Linked DNA regions of Mus musculus: all the other regions are linked to region 6. The links are chromatin contacts, called in public promoter capture Hi-C maps. All regions are on one chromosome and are shown on one strand. Each heading gives the region's core, a stretch centred on a gene start, on an enhancer-like site or on the middle of the called end of the contact. The rest is flanking DNA. Distances are from core to core; before and after follow the strand shown.

Region 1 (2,770 bases), core at 114-2,613, 1.0 Mb after region 6:
GCTGTATGGGAAAAGTTGGACTTTCTCAACCTAACCACAGAGGAATGCTTTCCCTTGAGATTCTTGGTACGACTTGAAAAGTACCAGCAAACCCTCTGAACCAGGTCAGGAGGCCCCGTTGCATGTTTTTTTTTTTGTTGTTGTTGTTTTGGTTTTTTTGGAGCATGTCAAGATTCTCTGATGGCAATCTTCCCGAGAGAGAGTGGATAGCCACCAAGCCACCATAAAGCTGCTGACAAGTGCCCTGGGTCCTCCTCCTGAAGTTGCTTCATCGCTTTAGATAAAGCAGGGCTGAGTGAATGGAAGTGGTCCGTCTTGTCCATCTTGTCCGTCTGCACGAAGAATGCACGCATGCATGCCTGTACACACCTACAGCAAACCACATTCTGTCATTCTATACCATTTTCCAAAGAGCAAAGGGAATGATGCCCTTTCACTCAGTAGTGAGGGAAAGAGGCCCAAAATACATACATCATGGCTTCAGTAGCCAAAAGATACAGCATTCCCTCTCAATAGAACATTATCACATGTCTGCCACCACCCTGGATTCCCAGGCAAGATTCTGGCTCAGGAAATGACCCAGCAGGAGCCCCTCCTCCTCAGGTGACACTGGAACCATTGAGGCTCCAACACAGAACTATCAATGCGATAAGCCACAGGAATGTCACAGCACCAGCCTTTGCAGGTGGCCAAGTGGAAGCCTCTCACAGCTCTTTCTTGAAGAGCCTCCTACCTCTCCCCTGCTTCTCCATTTTGTCTTCTGTCAAGGGAAAGCCCACAGCCTCGGGAACGTATCGGGGCTTTGTATACTGTTTGTTATCTTGATCAGTTTGTTTCTCTGCTGGAAAAGCACAGGTAGGGATCTACTGCCTGGGAAGCCAGCTAAAAGCCAGCCGAGGGAAAAGCAGAGTCATCTTTTGTATGTCACGTGGCAGCTGGAACCTGGCAGGAAGATCTCTGGGACATCTGTCTAGTCCTCCGTGGTGGACTCGGCTTTCTGGGGAAACTCGGGAAGTGAACAGAAACTCAAAGACTCTGTTTCGTTCCAGCAAAATCTTAACAGTGTAATCACCTGGAAAAAAGAAATGCAAAGGGGGGTTATTATTTATAATAAGGAAATAGTGAACGTATTAAAGTAGAAGACAGGAAGCGCACTGTGCAGGGAGGCTGTAGGGAACTGAACTAAAACTTGGGAGAATATACAGTACCATATGTCTGAAAATTATATGTAAGGCATGAACTGCTTGGGAATAAATAACGTTCCAAACAAGGGAGAAAAGCTTGGAGAATAGACAAGCTCTCAGCAGCCGAGAGCCAGCCTGTCTTCCTACTGTTCCGAGTCTGGTTCCTCTATTCTCTCTCTAGAGGACTCCTCTGAGGGAGGGCGTCCAGTGACTGTTACACTCAGTAAATAGTAACTAGGGATCCTAAGAAGTAGCGGCACAGCCTCCTCCATCAGCCTTGCTCTGTGTGCACAGTCTGAGGCCTCTCATCCTGGCTCCCTTTCCTCTATTGCCAGACACATTCTGACTCTGGGTGTTTTATACTCTCTTCATCTGAAGGGAAAGGGAAAGCTCACCCTAAAGACACTCATTTCCACTTACCCTAAGGACACCTATAATGAGAAAGAACTTGCCTAAACTAGGTCACACGTTTACGACTGTTGCTTAAAGCTTCGCTATAGCTGGCAGAGCACTATACGGAATGTTCACCCACAGGACCTGCAGAATGGGCTGTGCGAAAGCAAAGGCCTTCCTTCCTCCCTTCCCCCACCTCTCTTTCCCCACACAGACAACTTACATCTAGCAAATGAATCAAATTGTGAGACACCAAACTCCTGCTCGGGGCTGTCTGCCAAAGGTTGATTTTGAGTTACACATGAGATAAGTCTCCCAGCTGGTGTTAACCATTAGCCCCCTGTTGACCATTCACTACACCATAGATGTAAATGTTTAACAGAAGGGCTCACATGTCTCACACACACACACACACACACACACACGCACACGCACACGCACACACACACACACACACACACACACACAATGTGCTTCCAAGTACCATGAGCTCTTTAGCAAAGTGATCAGTGGGAAAGGAAATGAATAAAGCTAGAAATGATCTATTGCAGAAACCCTGGAGAGTTTCTATGAACATGTTTGTACTCTGTCATGTTACGGGAGCTGGCAGTCCCACAACTGCCATTGCAAACATTCTCCCACATCCCAGCTCTGACCAGGCAGATGAATTGCAGAGGTGGTTAAGCTGCTGTGGCTCGTTACACATAAAGAATGGTTGTCTTCTAGTCCTCCACATGGTAGAAAGACGGCTGTTAGTTCCCTTGAGCTGAGTAGCAACTATCTTTGTCTATCTTTAGAATTCCTTGGCCTGAGACCTTGAGGATATCCCCTCTTCAAAAGATGTGGACTGCTCCAATACAGTGTCATGAGTTATGGCGGACAAGCCTAGACACCCCCCCTTCTCCCCCAAGACTAATTAGAAAATCCATATATCAGAGTTTGGCTTGTAGTTCAAAATAACTCTCAATTTAAATTATTCTTCAGTGCTAACTTCAGTTGTAAATTTTGTTCTGAGAGGGTGCTGGCTGGGACTGAGACCTTATTAACTTGGAAGGGGCAAGTCCTAAGATAAGGCCATATATTAGACAAGAAATTGTGGTTTTCCGGCACAATAACTGCCATTAAGGTCCTCATGGTCTGAGGCAAGTCACAAGTTTTTGGACTCTATCCTCAGAAAAAAATAAATGGTGTTA
Region 2 (2,989 bases), core at 162-2,661, 1.5 Mb after region 6:
AAAAAAAAGATAGAAAGATAACATTGAAGCTAGGTATGGTATCAAACTCCTTTAATTGCAGTCCTGGGGAAGGTGGAAGCAGGTTGTCAGAACCCTGGCCATTCTGCCAAACAGTGAACGAACTCTGAGAGAGGCCCCAGAGGGGAAAGGCAGAGAGAGGGCCTTTAACCTCAAGTATAGCTTGCTCCCTGGATGGTTCTTGGACCTGATTTCCAGCCTCCTTCAACAAACATTTGCATTCAATTTATAAGACATGTTTGTTCCTGTTGTATGTGGGAGCATGGCTATAGAACCCACTCTGGTAAAAGGATTGGGTTTTGGTGCACCCCGAATCTGGATATGGCCTTCTGCCTTGCTTTAGTGTTTCCTCAGATATAAACCCTACCGTGTAGGCCAGGCAATTGTGCTTAACTTGTTCTGTTCTGGCTTACGGTATACTTATTTACATTCTGCTGCTTTCAATTATCCTTAGAACCACATCCACAATGCCCGCCTGAGAAGCAATGGGTGGGTACCTTCTTCCTTGTTTCTATTTCCTCAATTCCCTGTGTTTGCATCTTCCTGCTAGATTAGCTTGCTTTCAGCTTCTTGAACTGTTTTCAGCTTAGGCATTTTGTCTAGAAAGCTCTTTTAGAGTACTTTCTCATCTCCAACTAGCTAATTTCTGAGCCTTTCTAGTCGGCCATACCCCGAAGGTTCCCTCTAGAGCCCCTCTGCCCTAGTTAACTGCACATTTGTCCACCACTGTGTGCTTGTTATAAGGATCCTCTTCAGAGTGCACCACCACTGTCCGGCAGAAATAAACTTTTAAAAAACAAAAATAAAAGGGCGCTCTTAAAAAAAGAAAACAACCGGGTTGGGGAGGTGGCTCAGCGGTTAAGAGCATTGACTGCTCTTCCAAAGGTTCTGAGTTCAAAGCCCAGCAACCACATGGTGGCTCACAACCATCTGTAAGGAGATCTGACGCGCTCTTCTGGTGTGTATAAAGACAGCTTACATATAATCAACCAATATTTAAAAAGAAAGAAAAAAGAGAAGAGAAGAGAAGAGAAGAGAAGAGAAGAGAAGAGAAGAGAAGAGAAGAGAAGAGAAAAGAAAAGAGAAGAGAAAAGAGAAGACAACCCAAAACGGGCTCCTTAAGCACTCGAGCCCTCCATCTTCCAGCCCCGGCGCCTTGCCCGTTCCAGCCTCGGCCAAAGGTCGCCTGCTCCGCTGGATCCAGATCTCGGCGCCTTTGCCCCTCAGAGCCCGCGCCTCTCCCTCAGACCCCAATCCCTGCGTGGATGCCCAGAGTTCCGGACACACGCAAACCCCGTGACGCTTACCTAAGACCCGGGCCTCTTCCCGGTCCACAGCGGATCCCGCCAAAAAACTAAATTGGGCTCCGCCCAACTCTGACGTCGACGCGTTCATTTGTGGAGGACGCTCTGATTGGCTCCACCGGAACTCTTGGACCACACAGATCCTTGGCTGGGGGAAGCACCGCCTCTCAGTAGAGCAACCTGATTGGCCATCTTTGTTATGGGCAAAGAACTTCCGGTTGGTGAGGCTGCAGATTCCCATAATTAAGATTCACATAGCAGAGCTCCAGCCCATCTCTGTAAGTTAACACTCAACTGGTTTCCCTGCTGGAAGTAAACTTATTGAAGTCCCAACCAGTTTTGCTGCTCCTATGTCCAGTTTAGATATTAGGATTTGAATAGAGAGAGAGATGAAAGTTTCTACTTTTCACTCTGTCTGACCTACAGGAACTACCATTTCTTCAGATTTTGTTTCTACACCTGTAAACGAGGGAAAGGCTAGATATTTTTGGACGCAGAAAACAATATCCCTAGAATAGTGCAGATTCAGGGAACTAGATTATGTCAGAGTTGAGAATAATTTATCAGATCATTCTTCAGTAAAATTCAAACTTTTCTTTACAAGTATTTATACATAGGTCTAAAACCATTTTCCAAATGCAGAATATTTACCCTCCATAATTCCAAAGACTTCCATGCACAGTTTTGTTGATGTTTAAGACAGGGTCTCTCCAAGAAGCTCTGGCCTTGACCTTTCTGTGTAGATCAGGTGAGCCTTGAACTCAAGACTCTGCTTCCCACCTACTGGGTTTAGAGTGCCTGCCTGGATTACTTTAAAACAGTATGTAGCAGGATCCAGAGTGTCCTGGGATTCCTCCTCCCTCCCCCTCTTCCTTTTCCTTTGTGCTGATGATTGGATAACGGGGTTCATGGATTCTAAGCATGCCCTGTGCCACTGCCATGGAGCTGGATTCACACCCCTGGCCTAGGATTCTTGAAACCTGCCTCAGCTTCAAGAGTGCTGGGATTACAGTGACCACACGCACCTCCAAGTGACACTCTTTAGAGTCTGAATTCATCCACTAGTTGATTTGAGATAAGACAGCATTGGTGTCTCTATCTCTCCACTCTGTTTACCCAGTGTGTGACTAGAAAGCAAAGAATCTTGATGCCTGGACACGGAGTTTTCTTCTTCTCCATCTCATCGTTATCAAAGCCTGTGCTCCTGGCTCAGGATTAGGAATAATTCTAGTATGAAAATTTCACAGTGATAAAGAGACTTCAATAATTAGATAGGCCAGTCCTTTTTTTTTCTTTTTTTTTTTTTTTCAAGACAGGGTTTCTCCGTGTAGACCTGGCTGTCTTGGAACTCACTCATAGACCAGGTTGGCCTCGAACTCAGAAATCCGCCTGCCTCTGCCTCCTGAGTGCTGGGATTAAAGGCGTGCACCACCACTGCCCGGCTGATAGGCCAGTTCTTGTTGGTCCTCTCTAGTTCCTTTCTTCCCTGTGACTTTACAGATAACCTTTGCTTCCCATGTGATTCCAGGAATAGGAAACAGTATCAATCTAAGTGTTCAAGCACAGATGGATATGGAGAGCTAAGCAATTTGTACTAATTGGTTTGGTGGCAATTTTGAGGAAAGAGGAGGAAGTGATTTGGGGTAAAATAAATTCAGAATCCAATG
Region 3 (2,988 bases), core at 349-2,848, 1.1 Mb after region 6:
ACCATCGAAACTTTCCCTGATCACATGGGTAATAACTGAAGATGCTGAATAACTTCTAAACTTATTATTTTATGAATTTGTTTCACATATTTCATCTGCCATTCATAAAGCTAGGAATTCATTTTCTCCTCCTTGCTTAAGCACAAATAAGTATAGTCACAACTATTTGTATGTATGTGCATGCGTGTGCGTGTGCGTGCGTGCGTGCGTGCGTGCGTGCGTGCGTGCGTGCGTGTGTGTGTGTGTGTGTGTGTGTGTGTGTGTGTGTGTGCATGTTGCTAGGGGTTGAGCCTAGGATCTTGTACACACTAACAAAGTGCTCTACCATGACCTATACCTCTTCATTCTACTTTTTATGTTTAGAACAGGTATCTCACTAAGTCACCCGAACTGGCTTTGAACTTGTTCATTGGCCCAGTCAGATTGTAAATTTATAATTTCCCTGCCTCAGCTCCCCCAAGTAACTAGGATTACTGGCCTGACACAATTTTTCATTTGTTGCTCTGTCGAGCAGAGAAGAAAGGGGAGGAAGGGGAAGGAATTAGAGGGAGGGGAGAGGATGCTGTGCACACAGCTTGTCTCCTTGGCTCCAGTGCATCACTCTGTAGTAGGTGGTAACTTCCCTGGCTTATATTTAGGAACAATAAGGCTCAATGAGATTAACTGCCTTTCCCAAAGACCACACTCTTCCCACTATGCTCTATAGCCCGTGCTCTCATGGGCTGTGAATTCCAGTTTGTGTAGCTTACGAGCCACCTGGATTCGGGCTTACAAGTAGGCAAGTATTTTCTTCCATAACCTGTTCACCTCCCCTTTCCAGTCCAAGATCCATGCGGCCCGAAGTCTGAGCGAGATCGCCATTGACCTGACGGAAACAGGGACCCTGAAGACCTCAAAGCTGGCCAACATGGGGAGCAAGGGGAAGATCATCAGCGGGAGCAGTGGGAGTCTGCTGTCCTCAGGTAGGGCCTGCGCCTGAGACACTGTCCACAGATGGCTTCCTCCCAGGGACGTGGGGACACCATGCACAGGAGGCCACTGCATATGCTGTCCAGAAGCTGGCTTTAGTCGTCAGACCAAAGTGTGAAGCCAAACATGGGTCTAAGAAATATTTCCCAAGGGGCAGAGGGAGATGTGTGTAACTTCAGTGAGGCACAAATTGTCAGTGCCCTCTAAGGGCACTCACTCATGGGGTTTTTTCGAATGCTGGCTGATGTAATCATTAACTATCATCCTGAGTGTCAACTCCAAAGGCAGAGAGTAGGGTTTGCTTGTGTTCCCTTAAGAGGGAGGCTATCCTGGTCAAGGACATTCTGTTTCCAAGGAGACATCTGGGGCTTTACAGGGTAAACGAGTAAATGAGACTTGCTGTCACAAAGGAATGGCCCTTGTCACCACCTGGTTTTACTCCCTAATTCTTACACCTTCCCCTAACACAAGGTTGTTCTCTGCGACAGTCCTAGCTGTCCTGGAACTCACTTTGAAGACCAGGATGGCCTCCAACTCATAGAGATCCACCCGTCTCTGCCTCCCTAGTGCTGGGCTCCAAGGTGTGCCCCACCACACCCAGCTCTCTACCATCTGTGCGCATCAGGCAGGTCATTCTGGCATTAAAGATTAGGAGGTCCAGATCAAATTTATCTTGGCTTCAAGAGTGGAGATCAAGGAAGTGGTTCATTGGTAGAGCACTTGCTTAGCGCACTCAAGGATCTGAGTTCAACCCCCAGCCTCCAAATCAGTCAGAGTGGGGGATGCTGCTGTTTGCTTAAATGACATGACAGGCCTGGGTTTATATGAGGTCAGAGGGAGAAAGACAGAATGTTTTGTGAGCCAAATGTGACTAGCCGATGCCTCCTTCCAAAGCTGTTTAAACCCTGTTGAATTTAGGTGGCTGTTCTAGTCTGATTTCTAAAGTGTTAAACTGTGCTAAAACATTGTGACCAAAAGCAATGAGGAGAAAAGGAGGGTTTGTTTCCTCTTACACTTCCAGTTAACCATTCACCACTGAGGGAAGTCAGAGTGAGAAGCCAAGGCAGGAACTGAAACAGAGACCTCAGAGGAACTCGGCTTACTATTCTGTTCTCCAGGCTGGCATTCAACGAGCTTTCTTATGCAGCCCAGACCCACCTGCCTAAGGATGGCAGTACATCTACAGTAGAGGGAGCCCTCCCTCATCAATCGCCAGTCAAGCCCACAAAGACATGATCCCAGGCTGATCTGATCTGGGCAGTCCTCAGACACAGGCAGATGATCCTGTGCTGTGTCAAGTTGACAGTTAAGCTAACGAGGATGGGAGCCATGTCACCTTGCCCCTCTGAGCTAGGAAATGAAGAAGCCTTAAACTCCTGTCCTTTTCCAGGGCTAGAGCTATAAACAGTGACTGCAAACAACTGTAACAACAGAAAAGGGAAAGATAAAAGAGGAAGATGAGCTAACCCAAGTTAGCTTCTGGGCTAGTGTTGCCCACTCAAAAAGAGCTAAAGGCAGGAGAATGCACACTAGCCTGGAATGAGACGTGGGTTTGCTATAGAGCAGACAGAGTGTGGATCAGGTCTCCATGTTGGACAGGCTACAACCCAGTGATATGTTCACATGCTTGTGAGCTTTATAATATGACACGTTGCACATTGTTTGTTCTAAAGAAACTGTTAAAATTAGATAGGCTTCAGGTTCACAAGAGCTGGATCTGTCTCTGCCAGACCTCCAGGACATTGACTCTAACTCTTAATTCTGCACCTGCCTGAAATTCTTCAAAGCTGTTTCATATAAAAGATGTGCCAGGTGGCCACTGCTTCTGAGGCTCAGAGGTTTGCAAGGAAGACTGTAAAAATCCTAAGGGTCTATCTGGAGTTACAGCCCCACCCCCCCTCCCGGCCTCCCACTGAATGGGCAAAGCAGAACTAAAGGGAACGCTTTGTCCTTTAGACACTGCATGCAATGAGTTCCCTAGTTCCTGTTAAGCCCAGTCTGAGGAAAAAGCCTGGAGCT
Region 4 (2,946 bases), core at 37-2,536, 1.1 Mb after region 6:
AGGCACTCACACCACTGAAACACTGAGACATTTGCAAGGGAGGGCGGAAAGGGAGCCCACAACGTTTTACCACTTATTTCTGCACGTAAAAAGAAAGAGAGAAGAAAGGCGAGGGGACATTTAAAAATGGCTTCCATTTCGACTGACCTTTGGCTTTGTTTTCTGACTATTGGACTAAAAAGAAATCAAGAGCTAGTGACAGTTGGCAATCAAGATTGCGCTCCTGGGATCCTTCAGGCCACCAGACACTTTCTCTTTTATAGAAGCGGAAAGTGTTAGATTGGGAAACCCTGGTGTCAATCATCGAAGAGTGCAGCAGCTTACTGCTGATGAGCTGTGCACTGCTGGAAAGATTTTTCTTAATCAGCATGGTTCACTGGGGAAAGCCAGGGTGCCCCGACCTCCCTAAAAACTGCTAAACCTGTTTAACACCCATCCCCAGCACAGCTAGGACCCAATAAATACAGTTTTCCTCACTAGGCAGAGTCTAAGCAACAGATCCTGCTAATCAGCCAAGAATCTACTGCTGGGATCTGCCCTGCTCAGATTGTACTGAGAAGGAACCTTGAGCAGACAGGCAATTTCTACACACGATGAGCTGTTCAGTCCAAGCAGGAGGAGAATTCCAGGATTCTGGGGTTATAGACATCCCTCGTTCTTTGGGGGATCACACTGAGTAGAAATAGGAAGCTGAGTTCTTGACCACTCTTTCCTCTTGGTCTGGCTGTGACTGCCCCTTCCGCATGCCATGTGCAGTTGAGGGAGGGTGGTCCTGTGTATACACATATGTGCGTATGGTGCATGTGCATGTGGAAGTCAACATTGAATGTTGTTCCCCGGGTGCCTTCCATCTTGTTTTTTGAAAACATTGGACCGGGGCTCACAGGTTCAGCTAGGCTGACTGACCAGCACATCCCAGAGCCTTCCCGACTCTAGGATGGTACTTCCGTGCCAACATGCATAGGTTCCGAGGCTCAAATTCAGGTCTCCATCCTTCCACACCAAACACTTTCCTGGCTGAGTTACCTTCCTAACCCTGGAAGTGCACCTTTAATGAAGCACCCGCCTTAATCGGTGTTCCCTACTTTGTGGAAGCCGCCTGAGTTGGAGCTCTAGTGCACGTGGTGGTCACATGCCATCTTGCGACCTTGCACTGTGGTCACATGCCGTCTTGCGACCTTGCGCTGTGGTCACATGCCGTCTTGCGACCTTGCACGTCTCTGAACTGGGTTTGCCGTGACTCCTTCCTCCAGTTCTTTCTCTACTCACATACTCAGCCTACAGTTACTGGGTAGCAGGTGAGAGACTGACTTGCCTCAAGCACTGTACATTCCCTAGGCTTGAGCGTGGCGGAGACATCTGAGTGAAAGGTCAGCTGCAGCAATGGATGCTGATGACTTAGGCAGAGGGGTGGGTAGAGCTAGCTACCTGGGAGAACTACCCAGACCGGGCTGGGAAGCCTGTGATTACAGGAATATCCCTGATGAGAGGACATAGCTCAGGGCAGGCTGCTGAGCATGCTCGGTTGTTTTCCTCTGCCCTCCCCAGCCCCTGTAAGTTCAGGAAATCTTCAAACTGACCCGACCACTTCAGAATTCCTCCTGGGGGAGGAGAAGGGGAATGGGATACCAGAGCTTGAACCCTAGGACCAGTCATTCTGGAATGACTGGAATATGGGAGTTGAAGTCTTCACTCCTAGAACTTAGCATCTTCTTTCTGGAGAAGGCATGGCTCCAGCAGGGAAATCCATAAAAGAATAGCAACCAGGACCTCAGCTACAGAGAGGGAGGCTCTGCCCAGGCCATTGCATGCCTCAGAAAAGCTGGGTGGTCAGATCTTGTAGCAAAAACCTCAGACCAAGCTGCCTACTTCCTGCCAGTGACAGGCATGGCTGCTGAGCAGCCTGCACGACACAAAGGGTTCATCCTTTAGCTGGCCGGGAAGCAAGCCGGAGATCTGCTTCCTGCCACCAATGTAGCAGCCTCAAACCAGATCCCTGTCCAAGTGGAGAGGTCTTGCACCTCAATTCTCAGCAGCATGTAAGGAGCCTCCCCCAGTTTCCACATAAACCAGGTCCGGAGGAGCTAGGGATTGACTCAGTTGGTAGAGTGCTCACTAGCACTGCGTAGCTGTGCACAGTGTAACCCCAGCCCTTGAAAAGAAAAGGTAAGAGGATCGGCAATCAAGCCCATGCTGGGCTACAAGTTTCAAGACAATAAAATAAAATCATGTTCTGAGTGGTGGAACACACCTTTAGCCCTCGCACTGCGGAGACAGACAGGTGGATCCCTGAGTTCAAGGCCAGCCTGATCTATAGAGTGAGTTCCGGGGCAAATGGGGCTATACAGAAAAATCCTGTCTTGACAAACCAATACACAAACAAGTAAATAAAATCAGCTCAACCGGTTTAGGAAGTACCTGTCCTTGTCATCAAGAAGGGCAGTTCTTGAAGCACCAGGGGTGTGAATATACAAACAAGATGCTGTTAAATAATGGTCCTTAAAGGGCCCTCGTTCCCTTGCTGCCTTTCTTTTCAGTCCACACGGGTGATGGGGTGGATCACCTTTAAGGTGAGCAGCTATTCACTGGTAACTGTTGTCATCATCTTCTGCCTCCCATCTCAGCTTTCCCCAGGGTCAGGTGACCTCCACCAAGGGGGTGAGGTTGTTGAAATGATGCCTCGCCCTTGGACCAAGCACCTCAGTACCCGAGTACTGACATGCTCGCCTCGAAAACAAATAGAAAAGTACAACTTTTTCCACACAAACTAACTCTGTCCTCCAAAGTACTCAAACACTACATGGAAATGAACACTTTAGAACCCCTTACGGCTTCCTCAGTACAGGGACCAAGTCCGGAGGTTGACACTTAGTCACCCCCTATCTTTTCTCGGCCAAGGATTAGTTACTCTTCCCACTGCTGCAGAGGCAGCTTGAAGAAGGACGG
Region 5 (2,972 bases), core at 133-2,632, 1.2 Mb after region 6:
CTTTTAACTCTAAAGAGATCAAAGAACTTCACCAAATACAATTTCATTTCTTCCATACACTTTTCTGGGAAAAGGACTCAGCCTCTAACATAATCTCAAAGAAGTAGGAAAAAAAAAATGAATCCCCTCTTAAAGTGATTTGCTTTAGAGCTGGATGAAGCGCTTGGTCTCCCTGCGGCCAGCCGGGTGTCCACACTGCCGGGTGTCCACACCCGTGTCTATCCACACCCGTGTCTATCCTGTTGTCTCCAGCTGGCTTGCTGCTCACCGGTTCTTTGGTTTTATTTCCCAGGCATGTTTGCACTGCTTGCTCCTTGGTAGTCACCCTGCTTCTAACGTCAAGGTTCTATCAGAGTGGCTTTTGAACGGCTGTCCATTTGAGTGCAACTAACCTCAATCATTCATCAAGACAGCCCACCCCAGCCCCCTCCCCCCTTTTCTCTGCATTCTTTGGAGCAACCTGACCTTCCTAAGGTGTTGGAGCAGCAGCCCATCCCTTCTTCCCCTTTGTACTTTGGTCTAGAAACCGTAGATTTGGAGGCCGTACTTTTAAGCGTGTCAGATCATGTTTCCACACTACCATTCCCAGGTGATGTAAAAAATCTTTTCTATTCCCACTTAAAACATGTGGTAAGAAATGGCGCCTACAGTAAGTGCACACTTGGCTCCCCAGAGAAAAAGATTACATAAAACTCCCAATGGCCATTGGCGGACGGCAATTATTTTGGTATTTCTGCGTCAAGTGGCAGAGTCTATGCACCTGCTATGACCACTGTTTCCCTAAGAGCCTGCACCCCCTTGCACTCCTCACCTCTAGTATTCCTCTCCCCAAAACACCATTCCAAGCACCCCCTTTGCATATAACTTCCCCTACAGTCCCCAGGGTGGGGATAAGAATTGATGTTCGCTCCATCCCATAGTCTTCTCAGCAGTACATGCTCAAATTTCTCTCTGTTTGCTCCAAGAGCGCGGATGGGTAAGTTCTTCACCCCCTCTTAAAAGTTGCCTAAAATCCGCGTCTGGCCCTGGCACCGCCCGCCTCTCAGACAGAGCGAGGGCTGGCCGCCAAGGAGCCACGATCCCTGGCTTATTTCTAAAGGCAGGTTCGCCTCCGGGAGCCGCAGAGGGAGGCCGGGCAGAGCGCGGCGTCCGTCCGGGGGGGCAGCTCCACGGGCCCGGGCCGCTCCGGACGCTGAACCGCGCGGCCTCCGGCCCATGCCGGGTCGCCGCACGGCCGAGTCCAGCAGTGGCGGCGGCCCCCGGGGGATGGCGGCGGCCGGGCTCCGCCAGCAGGTGGTCCCGGGGTCCCGGCGGCGCCGCCCCCTTCGACGGCGCGGCCCCTACTCCCGCGGGGGAGGTCAGCGCCCCGGCCGCCGCTCCGCACCCGCCGCCGCCGCCCTCCCTCGGCTCGCCGCGTCCCCCGGGCCGCGTCCGCAGGCTGAGCCCAGGCGGGCCGCGGCGAGCACCCCACAGCTCCGCGCCCCAGCCCGGCCCCGCTCCCAACGGAAAGTTGGGCTGCGGCGGGCTGCGTTCGGGAAAGAGCGAGGCGGCATGAAGGGGCACCGAGGGGTCGCCTAAGACACCGGGGAGGCGGAGCCGCGCGCGGGGACAACTTCGCCCCGGGCGCGCAACCCCCGGCCGGGCTCGCGGTGGTTCCTCCCGTCCCTCGGCCTCCCCCGCCGATCGCGACGCGGACCTTGGTCCCGGCGGCTCCGCGGCGGTGACACGAGCCCGCCTCAGCCGCCGCCTCAGTCTCCTGCCGCGCCGCCACCTTGCCCGCACCATGGAGTTCTCGGAGAGGAAAAGAAGCAGGAAATCCCAGAGCTTCAAACTGGTGAGCCGAGGTAAGCTGCCGGCCCGGGGACAGCGGCGGGAAGCCGGCGCCGCGCTCCGCGCACTCGGCCCCGCGCGCCCCGGCCGCCCGCGGGCTCCACGCCGGGGGCGCGCCCGCCCCGACCCCCTCGTCCCCGCCCGAACCCGGGCCCCCCGCGGGCCGCACACGCCCCGCCGCGGGGAAAGTTGTGCCTGAGGGGGACCCACCGGGTGTTATTGAAGGTAAACAAGTCGGAGGGCACGTCAGGAAATTAGCAAACAATGACACCGGGGAGCCGAGCCCACTCTGGGGTGCCGCCGCCACGGCGGCCGCTGGGCTGGGGTGGCTGAGGGTTTGCCTGGCCGGCAGGCCGAGAATAGACTGGGATTTGTTTTTGTTTTCGTTTTTTTTTTCCTTCCCCCACGCAAAGAGAAGGAGGAGAGAAAAAGATGATCATTGTTCTTTTTAAGAAGAATCAGCTCATTAGGGAATCGAAGCTCAAGGCAGAAATTGTTGACATACAGCATCTTTTCCAGTTGAGTGATTTGGGTGGAAAGGTAGTTTTAAGATTATCTCGTATACCAGTCAGACAAGTGTCGCATCACAAGAAATAAAGAAAAATCCAGCTTGGTCCTGCCGACTAACAGGTGTACAGCACACTCTTTATAGGCGTTTATTTTGTCCGGGGAGGAGAAAGTTGAGTAGTATCTCCTCTGGGTTCTGTTTCTTGTTCGAGTCCATCTTCCTGATTTGAGTCTTTAAAAAATGGTGCCAACTCGGACAAGAAACACCTGTCAAAATGTATCACCTTAATAATCGAGAATGGTGATACCCCCCCCCCAACCTCCCCAGAGGTAATGGTACAAGTTCTAATATGAGCCCACACTCTTTAAATATCTTTGCATTAACTTGGGTCAAAGCCAAATCAGAGAAGCGCTCCACTTTCCCTAGGTGGTTTTTATCTACCGCTAGCATCTGAGGAAAGAGCCACATGATTGTTCCAAGGGCCCCAGCAAAAGTCACATGTGAACAGGTGACTATTGGGAGGGTGATTGCAAGGGATGGAGTTTTTCTGAACTCAGCTAAGCAGACATGAGGATTTTATAAAGCTCACTTTTGGTTAGTCTGGAAACGGTTTAATTATAGACATTTTTGCAAA
Region 6 (2,878 bases), core at 198-2,697:
AAAAAAGTGTGTTTTGTTGAGAACAGAGGTGACCAAAGAAAATGTATCTCTAACTCATCAAGCTGTCTTTAGTTCTCCGAAGTGGTGGGCAAAAACCTTTTTAAGGTAAGTTTCCAGGAAGGGACAGCGTAACCGCTCAAATTTTCCCCGCAGTCCTTCCTCATCCTTCCCAGTAAGGACTTCATTGTCAGAAACCAGTGAGGATAGCTTCCGAACTCCAGTGACTGCAAACAACTCATATTTCTGGCACCTGCAAAAAGACTTTCCTTCAAATTTGCCAGAATACATTTATTTGCTTAGGTGTGGCGGTTTGGAGACAAGAAAGCTGTAAAAAACGTCTCATAAATCGCTTCTAAAAATCTTAAGGCTGTTTTGTCTTAATGCTAATCTCCTTATGCTAATCATCTGCAAAGGAGAGTCCTCTTGTTTATGTAACCAAGTTGTTTGCTGTTTTATTTATCTTTTCAATTTTTACCCCTAGCTGAGAATCTGAAAACACAACACTATAATGGAGGGTGGTGTTGAATCGGAGGATCAACGTACATATATTCGTATGAAAACGTCATAACGAAGCGTTACGTGTAATTACAATGCACCGCCCCTCGCAACAGAAATGCTACATTTTGGGGGCATCTCGAAATGTTAAAAAGAAAAATTGCCAACACTTGGTTTACAAAATCCCACAGCCAAAAATGATGAGAGGAAAACGCCTCATTGTCTAGATTATAACATCCCGTTTATAAAAACCATTCCACCATCCCATCCCCACCACGCTTCAAGGAGGCAAGAGCTACCTACGGGAATAATAGTGTCACCATCTGGGTGGAGCGGAGGAAAGAGCTGGAGAACAACCTTTTCATTCCAGAAGGCTTTGCACAACCCAGACTTTCAAAGGGCGCGCGACTCGAGCGCACGCACGCGCACTGCGTGCCCCGGCTTCAGCATCCACAGAAATAACCTGCAAGTTCCAGCCGGGCCCCCCAAAGTTTCCCGGAGCTCAGGGCTGCGTGTGCAGGCGCTTCACGGCGAGGCCAGACCCGCTCGAACGCAGGCACCAGGGGATTCCCTTTCTCCAGCACCGCACCTCAGCCCCGCCACCACCCCCAACCCCCGGCTCGGAGGTGGCGACCGCTACCGCCGCAGCGCGTGTGCTTTCCTGCTCACCCTTGAATAAGGCACCTCGTGCACACTCGTCGCCAAAGACCGCGGCCCGCGGAGCTCCGGACCACGCTCGCTGGGAGCCGGCGCGCCTCTCGCCCGCAGACGGCCGCGAGCGTCGCGCCGTCAGGGTCTCCGCGCGGCGGCGTCTCGCCGTTCGCCTGGCCTTGGGCCTCGGGGGCGGACCTGGAGCCCGGTGACACCGCGCTCCTGCCTCACTGCCCCGTGCCTTGGCCCTGGCCGCCGCCATCTTGCGGAGCTTTCATTCAAACTGGCGCGGTCAGCCCGAAGAACTCAGCTGGCCACACGCCCCGCCCCGGCCCGCCAGGGACTCCGGAGCGGGGAGGCTGAGAGGAGCGAGGCGTTCTGACGTCAGCGGAGACCGACCCCTGCGGTGGTAGCTACCGCGCCTGCGCCGCACGGTGGGGGCGGGAAGGGGCGGGGCCTTCCGTGGAAACTGGCCCTGCCCGTCGCTGGCTTGTTACTCGCTTTGACTTCGGAGGTCGCTTGCCATGATTCTTCATGCGGTCCCCTGAGTCGCTTCACAAAGACCTGACGTGCCCGCCACAAAACGCAAAATAGGCTGTGCGGGGTTAGTGTGCGCAGGTAGCTCCTTTCCCACTCTTGTTCCTCAGCACTTCAACCCAACGAAGCCCCACTACTTTTCCTTTCACTCCACACCACCAGGACTCAGGATCTTAAAATTTGACTGCATGTTGGGTTCACCTGGAGAGGTGCTGTCTGTTTAAACCACTCAAAGAGATTCTGATGAGTTGATGTGGCCATGTAGCAGCTGGACTCAAAGGAAAAGCCTGACAATTGTGAGAATCCAACCAACCCCGCCAAGAACCCTCTTAGTTAAGGCAAACGTAAAAGGTACACTTAGGACAAGGACTTACTAACATTAACAGACTTAAGCTGAGGGCAGGTTTTAGCCATATATGCTTGGGGAGAGTCAGGTCGTTCTCGGTTTTACCACTGTAAATCTGAAAACTTGTAAGAGGAACCATTATACACAAAAGACCATCGGCAATTCTGTAAGCCAGTCATGTCAATGCTATTCACAAGCACATACTGCCTGTCTTCTCTTCAGCCAAAACAGCCTAGCTGCCTTGACCTCTCCATTGCTCCCCTTCCAGCCACTTCCCACCCAGCTAAGGAGACTTTAAAACAGAAAATGAAACAAGCCTCAGACTTGCTTTGTCTGAGAAGCATGTTCAAGTCCTGACCCTTTTGCTTCCACTTTGGTGAGCTGGAATTACAGGTGCTAGCCAAAGCTCCCTTCTCCCCCAATAAACACTTTAAACTGGAAATCACGGTCTAGATCAAAGAACTGACTGACTCCCCTTCATGTGCTGCTCCCTCTCACGTGACTAGATTTAACTCAAATGTTACTTCTTCAGAGGCCACTCAGGCATTCTGTCTGGCTTTGTTCTCTAGCTCTTCTTTAAAAGCTTTTGTCAAAAAACGGTCAGGGTAGAGTCTTACAAATATTTTTGGTCTTGCTAAGTTTTATTTTAAAAATTGGCAAAGGATGCTGGAAGCAGAGGATAGCTTGGTGGAATAGCAGTTGTCTGATAGATCCAAGGCTCTGTGTTTTTTTGTTTGTTTTTTAGACAGGGTTTCTCTGTGTAGCCCTGGCTGTCCTGGAACTCACTTTGTAGACCAGGGCTGGCCTCGAACTCAGAAATCCACCTGCCTCTGCCTTCCGAGTGCTGGG
Region 7 (3,000 bases), core at 398-2,897, 1.2 Mb after region 6:
ACACACAAACACAAACACACACACACCATTCCTCAGATTCCATCTGGAGGATTGTGACCTTTCCCAAACTTTGTCTCCTAGAGCTTTAACTAGCATCTCTGTTCATCTCTCTGGTTCCTCACCATCCCCATGCAAACCCTATGTAGTTGTTTCTAATCTATACTGATTGTCTTGTCATTGACAAGCCCAAGGGTCCCTGCCATGCTCTCCCCCAATCCATAAATATAAACACACACACACACACACACAGAGCTTTTATTCCTCAAAAGGCACTATTATTGATATCCAGAAAACATACTTATCAAAGAAGATGGTGGGATACATAAAGGAGTCCAGAGAATTAATAACGAACGTAATTTAAAGTATGGAGAATAACTAACCTAATTTAAAGTCCGGAGAACTAATAACTAGCCTAATTTAAGTTTGCAAGCAGTTTTAACACTTCACAAAAAAATATGTAAGTATCTAAAAAAAAAAAAGTCACACATGAATTACTTAAATTATCAAGAAGATGAGATTTAGAACCATACAGAAACCTCTCCACCAAAAAGACAGGCAACATAAACCGCGGGCAACAGTGCAGACTAGCCAGCCTCTGACATAGCTCATAGATGTGCAACATTTTGAATGACTTAGGCATGCATGTACTCTGTAACCCTGCGGTTCCAAAGGGATAGGGCTCAGAATCTGCTCAACCAATTCTGAGAAACAGCTCAAACACTCATCCCTAGGAGAATGGGTAACCAGATCTACTCAGACAACAGAATACAATTTCAGAAAATTAATACATACATACATACACACACACACACACACACACACATACATACACACACACAGCAAAGTAATACCCCGAACATTCTAATCAAACGAAGCTCCATATGAAAATGTACATCCTATTGATGTGACATTCTAGAGCAGGCAAAACTGAGGTATAAATAAGTTGCTTCGGTGGGTAATCCACGCAGGGACTGGAAAGTGGACATTGCTATTTTATCTCCTCATGGAGAATGGGTTACACAGGTGTTTGCACTTGTCAAAAGTCACTGACTAATAAACAAGATTTTTACACACACGCACACAAAGAGGAACAAACTCTGCACTCTATGGCGTGTGCCAGATCGCTTAGGAATAAAGCCGACTAACTCTGCAACATGCTTTGGAATTGACAATGACTAGTATGCTGTTTTATCACTCTGCCTGCGGCGGATACTGGTTAGGACAGCAAGCGCCGCCGAAGTGAGCCAGACTAGGCTTGACATCCATACTCTGCCCCTTGCTAAGCCCTGGGCCAGCAGCTTGCCCGGGACAGTGGCGGATCTGTCAGCCCCGTGCCCGCCCCAGACCCTCTCAGGACCATCACCCTCCCGCCAACACCGCAAGCACAGTCCACCACCCTCAAGCCCGAACCACAGCTCCGGGACTCACCACCAGCAGGTTCCTGTCCTCCACCAGCTGCCGCTTCCGCAGAATCTCGGATTTCAGGATGTCCATCTCGCTCCCAGGGTCTAAGTGTCTTCACTTTGACTCCCCAGCTCCTCGGCGGTAACCTCACCCGCCAGGGGAGGGGGAAGAGGACAAACCACGAAGCAACCAGAGCCCAATTATCGGAAAACAACAACTGCCGGAGCCGCTTCCGGCGGAAATCAGGATGAACGAAAGGAAGGTAGGGAGCGCCCCTCGGCGCGAACGCGGCCAAAACCGCTGAGTATTGTTGCCCCCTAGCGGAACCCTCCAGATACACACTTGTGATTTCAGTAACAGGTAGAAAAGAACAAAAGGCCGGGCAAAGGTAGCACAGGCCTTTAATCCCAGCACTTGGGAGGCAGAGGCAGGCAGATTTCTGAGTTGTCTCAAAAAAAAAAAAAAAACAACTGTTTGTCTCTTTAAATGGTTATTGTGCCCGATTGAACCAGCTTGTATACTCCTAAAGTTTGCTTCATAGTTCCTCAATTTACTTATTTGCCAAGAGTGCTAACATACTAGAGAATGAGAAATACATAAATAATACAAGTTTTAAAATGGCAGTGTTTATTAATTGCCTATTCAACACCCTGTAAATTTATTGTGTTTTCTGGTTATGCAATCAGCAATGAAGATTTTCAATGATGATTGGGAATATAATCATTCTTTCTTATAACCTAGCCCAAGAAAAAATATGTTGAAATTCTACTTTGATTTGTTTTTATTTTTATTGTGATTCAGGCACTCACTGTGTTGCCTGGGCAGGTCTCAAACTCTTGCTATCAAAGTAATCCTCCTGCCCCAACCGCAGAGTGGACCTCCATACTTGGCAGAGTTTTGGTTTTGTTTTGTTTTTTTTAATCTTAGAACCATTTATAACATATCTATTCTTGGTTCCATGCCATGAAAGCATCTTTGTTTTTAGTTGTCATAATTCAACAATATTTTATGTTACATTTTTCTATTCTAGAAGTAGTGAAATAACATTCAATTCAAACTCAAGTGTAGGTAAGATGGTTTATCAAAATAAAAACTGAAAGGATTGCTCATTAGAAAGTTTTATACTGGGGCTGGTGAGATGGCTCAGCGGTTAAGAGCACTGACTGCTCTTCTAAAGGTCCTGAGTTCAAATCCCAGCAACCACATGGTGGCTCACAACCATCTGTAATGAGATCTGATGCCCTCTTCTGGGGTGTCTGAAGACAACTACAGTGTACTTACATATAATAAATAAACAAATTTAAAAAAGAAAAGAAAGTTTTATACTGTGTGTGTGTGTCTGTGTGTGAAATAGGATATTTCATCTAAAAGATATCTGAGGACCAAAAAGATGGCTGAACAGCTAAAAATAGTTGCTGCCAAGACTGATGACCTGAGTGCAGTCCCTGGGAACCCACATGGTGGAAAGAAAAAGTAGATTCTCAAAGTCATCCTCTAACCACAACCACACCACCACATACACACACGTATACACACGCACGTTCACAACCACACCACCACATACACACACGTATACACACGCACGTTCACAACCAC

Evidence for each region. Promoter capture Hi-C pulls out the DNA fragments that hold promoters and counts their contacts. Capture Hi-C pulls out chosen DNA fragments and counts their contacts.
Region 1: a contact with region 6 is called in a promoter capture Hi-C map of liver, with 4 times the contacts expected there. The contact joins the enhancer-like site here to the promoter of Suv39h2 in region 6. A contact is called at or near these places in 8 of 39 promoter capture datasets (the 3T3-L1 cell line, embryonic stem cells, hippocampal neurons and 3 more), 3 of 115 datasets of contacts at active chromatin or transcription factors (astrocytes, large pre-B cells and stem cell-derived neural progenitor cells) and 2 of 9 other capture datasets (adipose tissue and macrophages).
Region 2: a contact with region 6 is called in a promoter capture Hi-C map of adipose tissue, with 3 times the contacts expected there. The contact joins the promoter of Mcm10 here to the promoter of Suv39h2 in region 6. A contact is called at or near these places in 1 of 39 promoter capture datasets (embryonic stem cells) and 2 of 9 other capture datasets (adipose tissue and liver).
Region 3: a promoter capture Hi-C map of embryonic stem cells shows a contact between it and region 6, with 3 times the contacts expected there. The contact joins the enhancer-like site here to the promoter of Suv39h2 in region 6. A contact is called at or near these places in 4 of 39 promoter capture datasets (the C10 cell line, HPC-7-derived erythroid cells, embryonic stem cells and 1 more), 3 of 115 datasets of contacts at active chromatin or transcription factors (all in embryonic stem cells) and 2 of 9 other capture datasets (adipose tissue and embryonic tail).
Region 4: a contact with region 6 is called in a promoter capture Hi-C map of embryonic stem cells, with 4 times the contacts expected there. The contact joins the enhancer-like site here to the promoter of Suv39h2 in region 6. A contact is called at or near these places in 5 of 39 promoter capture datasets (the C10 cell line, HPC-7-derived erythroid cells, embryonic stem cells and 1 more), 5 of 115 datasets of contacts at active chromatin or transcription factors (astrocytes, embryonic stem cells, large pre-B cells and 2 more) and 1 of 9 other capture datasets (macrophages).
Region 5: a contact with region 6 is called in a promoter capture Hi-C map of liver, with 5 times the contacts expected there. The contact joins the promoter of Bend7 here to the promoter of Suv39h2 in region 6. A contact is called at or near these places in 4 of 39 promoter capture datasets (embryonic stem cells, hippocampal neurons and liver).
Region 7: a contact with region 6 is called in a promoter capture Hi-C map of embryonic stem cells, with 4 times the contacts expected there. The contact joins the promoter of Prpf18 here to the promoter of Suv39h2 in region 6. A contact is called at or near these places in 2 of 39 promoter capture datasets (cranial neural crest and embryonic stem cells), 2 of 115 datasets of contacts at active chromatin or transcription factors (astrocytes and embryonic stem cells) and 1 of 9 other capture datasets (macrophages).

Annotation. Positions count from the first base shown.
Region 1 is chr2:4,508,543-4,511,312 of GRCm38.p6, forward strand. All of the region lies in intron 5 of Frmd4a (FERM domain containing 4A), which reads left to right. Gm39751 (a long non-coding RNA gene) reads right to left here. Exons shown (of 5, transcript XR_865941.3): 1 at 1,801-2,770; 2 at 734-1,072. Among named protein-coding and RNA genes, the nearest start is that of Gm39751, 3.7 kb to the right of the region's middle. Within about 2 kb of position 1,364, at least 45 of the 459 cell types and tissues checked have an H3K27ac peak or open chromatin away from gene starts, as enhancers often do. A contact at or near this core is called in adipose tissue, hippocampal neurons and liver, where this site is marked.
Region 2 is chr2:5,011,380-5,014,368 of GRCm38.p6, forward strand. Mcm10 (minichromosome maintenance 10 replication initiation factor) reads right to left here and starts at 1,412. Exons shown (of 20, transcript NM_027290.3): 1 at 1,326-1,412.
Region 3 is chr2:4,571,478-4,574,465 of GRCm38.p6, forward strand. Frmd4a (FERM domain containing 4A) reads left to right here. Exons shown (of 23, transcript NM_172475.3): 14 at 821-962. Among named protein-coding and RNA genes, the nearest start is that of Gm13179, 22 kb to the right of the region's middle. Within about 2 kb of position 1,599, at least 59 of the 459 cell types and tissues checked have an H3K27ac peak or open chromatin away from gene starts, as enhancers often do. A contact at or near this core is called in embryonic stem cells, where this site is marked.
Region 4 is chr2:4,548,320-4,551,265 of GRCm38.p6, forward strand. The region is part of intron 11 of Frmd4a (FERM domain containing 4A); the gene reads left to right. Among named protein-coding and RNA genes, the nearest start is that of Gm39751, 36 kb to the left of the region's middle. Within about 2 kb of position 1,287, at least 18 of the 459 cell types and tissues checked have an H3K27ac peak or open chromatin away from gene starts, as enhancers often do. A contact at or near this core is called in embryonic stem cells, where this site is marked.
Region 5 is chr2:4,716,449-4,719,420 of GRCm38.p6, forward strand. Bend7 (BEN domain containing 7) reads left to right here and starts at 1,383. Exons shown (of 9, transcript NM_178663.4): 1 at 1,383-1,844. The coding sequence starts at 1,784.
Region 6 is chr2:3,473,539-3,476,416 of GRCm38.p6, forward strand. It overlaps Suv39h2 (suppressor of variegation 3-9 2), which reads right to left and starts at 1,448. Exons shown (of 6, transcript NM_022724.4): 1 at 1,165-1,448. The coding sequence starts at 1,408. It also overlaps a transcript of Dclre1c not described here.
Region 7 is chr2:4,650,488-4,653,487 of GRCm38.p6, forward strand. It overlaps Prpf18 (pre-mRNA processing factor 18), which reads right to left and starts at 1,648. Exons shown (of 10, transcript NM_026045.4): 1 at 1,429-1,648. The coding sequence starts at 1,494.